Linked DNA regions of Zea mays: region 1 is linked to region 2. Evidence: chromatin contacts called from public Hi-C data. All regions are on one chromosome and are shown on one strand. The core of a region is the stretch at or near the end of the contact, and the rest is flanking DNA. Distances in the headings are between cores, read along the strand shown.

Region 1 (4,071 bases), core at 723-3,222, 150 kb before region 2:
ATTCATATGGAGTGATTGTTCTAAATAATCCTTTACTACTTCATAGCAATTCCTATTACTAAATGTTCAGGGAATCATATATTTGAATCTCTTGCTATAACACCTATTCTATATGTAAGAACTTTATTGCAACCTACCTAGGTTCATTGGGAGACATTGTACACTTACTATAGGAAATCACCTTGACCAGTGCCTATACATAGGACCTTAGTGGCAAACTGATACGAAGCTCCTCTGCTTTGCTGACTGTCAAATAGCTATGTTTTCAGCCTTCCTAGCTTCCACCATCTCCAGAAAGTGGTGTTTCTGCTCATCCTCAGTCCATGATAGACATCTTAGCATGCTCTCTCTGTCGATCCTCAAACCAAGTGGATCCAGGACTTTTAAATGGCAGTTTTGTTCTCATCAGTGATCTGACCCTTTCTGCCTCCTCCCAGAGTTCTTTCCCAGCATATATGTTTGACAAGAGTATATAGTTCCCAGTGTTCCAAGGTTCCAACTCAAATAGCTTGTTTGCGACAACTTCTGCAATCTCAACGTTATCATATGTCTTGCAGGCACTCAGGAGTGCACCAAGAGCCCCCGGATGTGGCCCCATCGGCATCGTTTGAACCATCTCGAAAGCCTCCTCAATCCTCCCTGCACGCCCGAGCATGTCAATGACACAGGCATAGTGGTCCGCATGGCGCTCAATACCATAATCCTGCACCATTGCCTCCCAATACTCCAGTCCCTTTTCAACATTCCCTGCGTGGCTGCATGCTGTAAGCACACCAACGAAAGTGATAGGGTGAGGCTTGATGTCTTCAGCCCGCATCCTTTCGAACACTGAAAGTGCCAGATTTTCGTGTCCATGTGTTGCCAGGCCGCTAATCAGTGCTGTGTATGGATAGGCATCAGGTCGTGGGATCTCCCTGAAAGCACTCAGTGCCTGCTCAATGTTGCCACACTTTGCGTGCATATCTACTAGTGCTGTAAGAACCTTCTCATTCCTTTCGATCTTCTTCCTGTCGACGTAAGCTCCAACCCACCCAGCCAACTCCGTGCTGCCTATCTGTGAAACTGCAGAGATAACCCCAACCATTGTGGCTCCATCAGGCTCAATCCCAGCAGCCTCCAGATCCCTAAATAAAGCGAGTGCCACCTTTGGCCGCCCAGTCTGTGCATAACCATTAATCATGGCCGTCCGGGCCACGAGATCCTTTGTAGGCATTTTGTCAAACAGCTCACGCGCATTCTGCACCAGCCCGCACTTACAATACCCGACAATGAGCACCATCGACGAGGCCGTGTCCCTCGTCGGCATTTCGTCAAACACACGGCAAGCGGCCGCGAGGTCACCAGCGCTGACGTAGAGGACCACCATGGCGTTCCAGGAGACCTGGGTCCTGGTGGGCATGGCAGCGAAGAGGGACTCGGCGGGACGCACGGAGGCGTTGCGGGCGTGCGCGCAGAGGAGGGAGTTGAAGGAGACCGCGTCGGGGGCGGGGATGTCCGCCAGCGCGGCGTGCGCGGCGGGGAACTCCTCGCACTTGGCGTACAGGTCGACGAGCGCGTTGGCGACGGGGAGGCGGAGCGGGAGGAGCGCGAGGCGGAGCGCGACGGCGTGCAGGGAGGCGCCGAGCGGGAGGAGGCGGAGCGACGCGGCGGCGTTGAGCGCGAAGGGGAGCGTGAAGTGGTCGGGGCGCACGGGCAGGCGCGGCATGATGAGGAGCAAGGCGAGCGCGGCGCGCGGGCGCCGCTTGGAGAGGCGGCTGATGGCGCCGTTGAGGAGCGAGCGGACGAGGGCGGGCGCGGTGGCCGCGGCGTGCGAGCGGACGAGAAACGCGTGCAGCTCGGCGCGGGGCGGTGGCGGGTGGTCGGAGGCGAGCGCGCGGACGATGCGGTCGAAGTGCGGTTTGCGGATGGGCTGGGCCGCCATGGCGCCGCCGCGTGGTCGAAGCGTGACACACTGACACGGGGGGAAAGAGAGAGGAGGGGACTGTGGGTCTGGGGTCTTTTTTATACGTCGGAGTTTTGAAAACTTCTGGGCTGGGCCTCTCTTGCGATGTGTGGGTTGGGGTCTACGGTACAGTTTCGGGCCATCAGTGAATTCAGCCCAAATTTGGTTTTAATTTTTCCTTTGCTTTTATTTTCTTTTACATCTTTCTTTTTTTTCTTTTCTTTTCAGGCAGTGTGGCCTCTGGGTAGCACGGCAATCAGGACATGGAGTATATATATTTCACCTCGACCAGCAATCAAGTTCCAAAATAAAACTATCCGAGAGAAGCCTCCGGAGCACACCTCAATGTCACGGTGTCGGATGTCAAGTTGTCAGGGCTCCTACCTAAAACAAACAGTTGATATTGTGATCAACCTGCCCTGGACTGTCTGTCCTCCTTGAATCCTCGCCACGTTGACAGCGCTCCTACTCAAAACGGTGGACAGGGGACGTCACCGGACGCGTCTCTCCCCTCCTCCAGGCTCCATCCCTATCCTTCCGCGGTTCCGCCCACATAATCCACAGGCCGGAAGAGCCACGCCAGGTGACCACGGCCAACCGGGCAAATGGCTCGTTGGCATTGGCCAGCAGCGGCACCTACTGCAGCAACCCACCCCGGCAGCCTGCAGGAAGCTGCAGTTGATACGCTTGTCTTGTCTCCTTACCGTCATCGTTCCTCCCTCGCACATGCGATGCGCCCGCTAATCGCGTCGCGTCCGGTCACGTCGCTGTTGCCCGTCACTCCCCACTCCAGCACTGACACGTAGGACGTACCCCCACCTCTCAGCTGGACCCGCGTGTCAGCATCTCAGCGGCTATCCTTTCCTGGAGCAGTGGTCACAACTCACACGAGCTTTAACAGTTAATTATAGCAAGAAAAAAAAGGAGGGGGGCAACCGGGTCAAGTTTAGACCGCGACGAACCAGTCATCAGTGCAACTAGTACCAAAACCACCCCGGCCGGGAGCAAGCGATGTGTGGCACTGGCATGGCATCTCCTGCGATCCAGATATTCCTGAGCTGTCGGGTTAGTCGAACAGGGGATTTTGGGTCTCCATGCGCATCATCCTGTCCGCTTGTGACCGAGAATTATTGCCCCGGACTCGTCACATGCGTACCTGAACCCCCAGTGCCACCCAATCATGCACACGCTAGCTCACCAGATGTCCAGATCTACTTCTTTCGACTACCAGTAAAACTATATCGCTTCGTTTCGTTGTTGGATTCGATAGAGAAAAAAATACTAGTAATGATTAAAGATTCGAGGGGTTGGTTAGCTAAGCTGCACCGAGGAATTAGTTGGCGAGACTGCAGCCGGTAGGATAGAGAGGAGGCATCTTCTGTCTGTCTGCACTGCAGACATGGACAGTGTGACCATCCACCCAGACCCGGTATTGCTATTCGCTGTAGGGAGGTAGGGTAGTGACTGGTGAATGGTGATACCCAGAGAGAGACGAGGGGACTAGTCAGCATCTGCCATGTCGAATCATGGTCTTTTTCTCAGACAACACCTCACTCTCTCTCTCTCTCTCTCTCCGGCCCGCGAAGGGGACGGGATGATGCCATGCCACGATGGAACGGACGGAGACCGCGTCACAGGCCTCGCTCCTACGGCGGCGGAGACGGATGCAGGCAGGCATCAGCGAGACAACGACGCTGGCGATGCAAGAGAGTGTGCACTGAATCGCAGGCCAATGGATTTGCATGCATTTGGGCAGGGGGAAGGAAGAAGCGTGATTGGATTTGCATTCCAGTTTCCAGCCAGATTCGTTTCGTCACGACGCGAGTAGCGCGCAGCCCGCATCCATTACCGCGCGCCAAAAAAAAAATCGCCGGCGGTCGTCCTCGCCGCCGCTACGCCGCACGACGCAACGCGAGGGGGACACGCGTGCTGCCGGCGGATTCCGGCCGAACAGAACACGGACATGAACGGAAGACAGCAGGAAATGACAACAGCTTGACGAAACGAACAATGATAGACGAGGTTGGTTACTAGTGTAGCCACTAGTAGGAAGCAGAAAAAAGAAAACAGATGGAAATGCCCACGCTATCTATGTGCATCGAAGAAGGCCGGCGATCGCCCGTTCTCCT
Region 2 (3,682 bases), core at 457-2,956:
TGGTTACAGACAAGCTTGCCTGAACCATTCAACTTGGGCTAACAAGTCTTGCTGAACACATTAGTTAATGAAGGTCCAATTCGTACCTGTGAAAGACAATAAGGCTGAATTTATACATTTTCAGAATCAAACAGCCCTTAGTCAGGCACTGAAGCAACCGTAGGAAAGATGGAATGCAAGCTAGTGTTACATTCAAACGAGTGCAGAAGCAGTAGTAAGTTTCCATTAATCTCATATTAGCGTAGACAACTATACAACTCTCTCCAGAGCACCAAGCAAGCGAACTTTCAAGAAACTTATTAAGCTCTGCATCTCTCACTATCAGGCGATGCAGCCCAAGCCGAGGCACCCTCCAAGCAAATTCCTCAGCAGCTTCTTCTGCAGAACGAAGAACAGGTCATGAGAATAAAATCCTCGCCTAAAATCTCGCTTGAATTTACAGTCCAGCTTTATCGCTCATGGCCTTTGACAAAAGGCCGTCCAAATGCTGTGAAAAAAATGAAGCGCTTAAGCTTCTTTCTTTTTGAAAAAAAGGTCACATCTTTGGCAAATGTAGATGTTCTATCTAATGCTATCCAAACAAAAGCTACTTGCAAAGGGGTCAGCTTAGGCTAGATAAAGGACAGTCACATGACGAGAACTAGACAAAAGGTAAAACCCCACTTAGCTACACGTTGGGTGCATGCAGCGAGAGACGCACTGATCTGAGAGCAAACTAGCTAGGGAGGATTTGATTACAGGGCACTTGCCTTCTTCACCTTGCAGAGAAGCTGCGGGGAGATCTTGTACAGGTCCTCGTCCACAGCTCCCTTGGGCTTCCACTTGTGCTGCTCGCTCACGCAGCGCCTCCTGCGTCCCTTCCTCGCCGCCGGCGGCACAGCGGTTTCTTTCTCCCCCTTCACTCGAACAACGCACTGCACAGGACAGGCATCGGACACAGAATTGTCAGTACCACCTTTGTTAACTAGTGCAGACTGCACGGCACGGAGTATGAAACAGTGCTGGGGAGTTGATGAAAGAAATGGATGCAGTGCTCTTTCACCTTCTTGTAGCCGTAGGGCTTGGCAGGCAACTGGGGCACCTTGAAGAGATCCGCGTCGCCCTTCTCCGCCGGCGCCGCGAAGAAGAAGGCCCCTGCCTGGAAGTACTGGGTGACGGGCATGTCGCCGTCCCACACGTTCCAGTCGCCGAACGCCGGGATCTGCCGCCACTTGCAGTCGTCTTGCGCCTGGCAGAAAACGAAACGAAACTTTTTTTTTACTCCACTGGTGGTGGGCGACTGAACAGTACGACTGAAGAATGCAATACAGTTTCGTGTAATCTTCTTCTCTGGAAGTTTGGAAGCAAAAGAAAAAAAAAACTGTATGTGAATGTAGGACACGTACGTGCTTGTTTGAAAAGAAAACAAACACTGTTACGGCAATACTATATATTTCAGATTCACAGTAGGTAAGATAACTAGTCTACTATGTATATGTAAAACGAGCATGTTCCAACTGTCATGGCTTGTTTCTCTGTTAGCAAGGACATGGCGTATAGTTTAGTTTCGCTGTTGCAAAAAAACAAGAGAAGAAGCCCAACAAAGACACGCATTCTCGGCTCACCTCCATCTCGCTCGCAGTTGCCGAAGAAGGTGCCGAGGTGCGAGAAGAGGCGGAGGAGCAGAGGAAAGAACTGAGCACCAAGCGAGGGCAGTCAAAGCTGGGGTTGGAATTGGGCAGCGGAGCACAGGGGTTCCTCCTCTATACATAGCCGAAAGGCCTGTCCGAAGAGAATGTGGGGGCACACGTACCCGAACTTTTCAGAAAGCCCTCGAGGAAAAGCGAGCGCCCAAAGCAGCAGCTAGCGTTCAATGAGCCGAGCCCGGGCAGGCAGGCAATGAGTATCAATACCCCACCCCAGTCACAAGAGTTTACTCATGCCGCAGCCGTGCCGACTTTTATATTAGATTCTTTTTCCCCAAAAAAGTTTACGTTCACATATTTGATGAGACCATTAGCACTTGTTTGGTTGCATAGAGATAGGAGGGGATTGAAGGTGGTATAATCCTTTACTACTTATTTTGACTTACAAGGAATTATATGCCACTCAATACCCTCCAATCTCCATGCAACAACCAAACAATCCATTAACACGGGTATAACCATGTGGAGAGATGTCGTGATCTATAACACTGAAGTTATACGGTTTAACGCCAGTCACAGTCTACAGTTCGAGCTCCAATTTAAACCGTCTCATCCCGTTTGAGATGGACCTCATTTATTTCTCGTACCACCGACTGACTATGAGGGTCTAGGTTGGAGTCAGGGTCGGAACTGGGGCAGCGATCGATGAGCATATATATAGGCGCGTACTTCTTTCGTCCATAAATGTTGGCCGTTCTTATTTTTCGAGGAGTCAAACATTTTTAACTTTGACCACATTTAGGGGGTGTTTGGTTTGTAGGGACTAATGTTTAGTCCCATCATTTTATTCCATTTTAGACTATAAATTGCCAAATTTAGAAATTAGAATAGAGTTTTAGTTTCTATATTTAGCAATTTTGCAACTAAAATGGAATAAAATGTAGGGACTAAAAATTAGTCCCTATAAACCAAACACCCCCTTATATAAGAAAATAGAATGTTTATAGTACATAATTAGTATCGTTAGATAGATCTTTGAATCTACTTTTATAGTAAAATTTTTCGAAGATATAAATGTTGCTAATATATTTTATAAATCCAGTTAAATTTCAGAAAGTTTGAGCCATACGAATACCGTAGTGACAAATATATGTGGACGGAGAGAGTAGGACGGAGAAGAGAGGAAGAGCAAGCGGCAACCAGAAAACGGAGGCACGGCAATACAGGGTTGAAACATCATCACCAAGACATATGACACGGATCTAGGCATACGTTATTTTTTAAAAAAAAGAGTCAAAATAAAAACAATCGGGCAGCCGTGCATGGTGTGTGCAGGAGGGGCAGGCCTGGCCACCAGCCCTCGCTTTCCGAGTTGCTAGTGTCCATAGCGCTAGCGCAGTGATGATGCTCGTCTTTTCTGTGGTCGCTGCCTGCCCTCAGTCACCTCTGTCTGTCTCTCAAATCTCGGTCTCTCTACCTGTGTCCACTGTCCAGTAACGACTGTAAAGTTGCCGGCTTTTGGCACCAAGTCCTTGCCACCGCACACGATGGTAGACAATGAGTGCGTGTGTGTGCGTGCCCTGTCGCGCGCGTGCCCTTGTCGAACTCGAACACACTTACACGCACCCGAGGATGGGCGCCGCTCGTCGCGCTCGCCTCCGTCCCGTCCGGCGCCCGACACCCGGCCGGCGGGTGGCTCTCCTCGATCAGCCAGCCGCGGCTCTCAAGGCCGGAAGGCCGCCGCCCGCGCATGGTGTGGGGAGCGGCAAAAGGCACCCACTTTTTGCACGGACGGAACCATGGCAAAACCACACAACAATGATTCCTGCGGTTCCGCCCCGTTGCACGCCGCTTTTAACTAAATTCCCCGCCGCCGAGACCGAGAGCTTTCCACCGCCGTCGCCATCGGCCGGTGACGAGCAAGGAAGAGGGCCAGTACTGTGCTGGCTGGCTCTGGCTCACTAGACGCGCTCACTTTTCGGTCTAATCCGGCGCGCTCACTTTTGGTTGGAGAACTGACCGTGATAATTGAAACGGAAGAACAGAATACTACGTGA

What was found. A called contact is a pair of places that touch in the nucleus more often than the background predicts.
Region 1: a contact with region 2 is called in a Hi-C map of tassel, with 1.9 times the contacts expected there. The contact joins the promoter of LOC111946235 here to the promoter of LOC100191186 in region 2. A contact is called at or near these places in 5 of 25 Hi-C or Micro-C datasets (ear, leaf, leaf mesophyll and 1 more).

What each region holds. Positions count from the first base shown.
Region 1 is chr3:164,782,155-164,786,225 of Zm-B73-REFERENCE-NAM-5.0, reverse strand. LOC111946235 reads right to left here and starts at 1,972. Exons shown (of 2, transcript NM_001360701.1): 1 at 169-1,972. The coding sequence starts at 1,921. The coding sequence ends at 317. LOC100276614 reads right to left here. Exons shown (of 2, transcript NM_001360700.1): 2 at 3,944-4,071.
Region 2 is chr3:164,629,378-164,633,059 of Zm-B73-REFERENCE-NAM-5.0, reverse strand. LOC100191186 reads right to left here and starts at 1,706. Exons shown (of 4, transcript NM_001196816.1): 1 at 1,605-1,706; 2 at 1,043-1,228; 3 at 750-914; 4 at 101-378. The coding sequence starts at 1,610. The coding sequence ends at 322.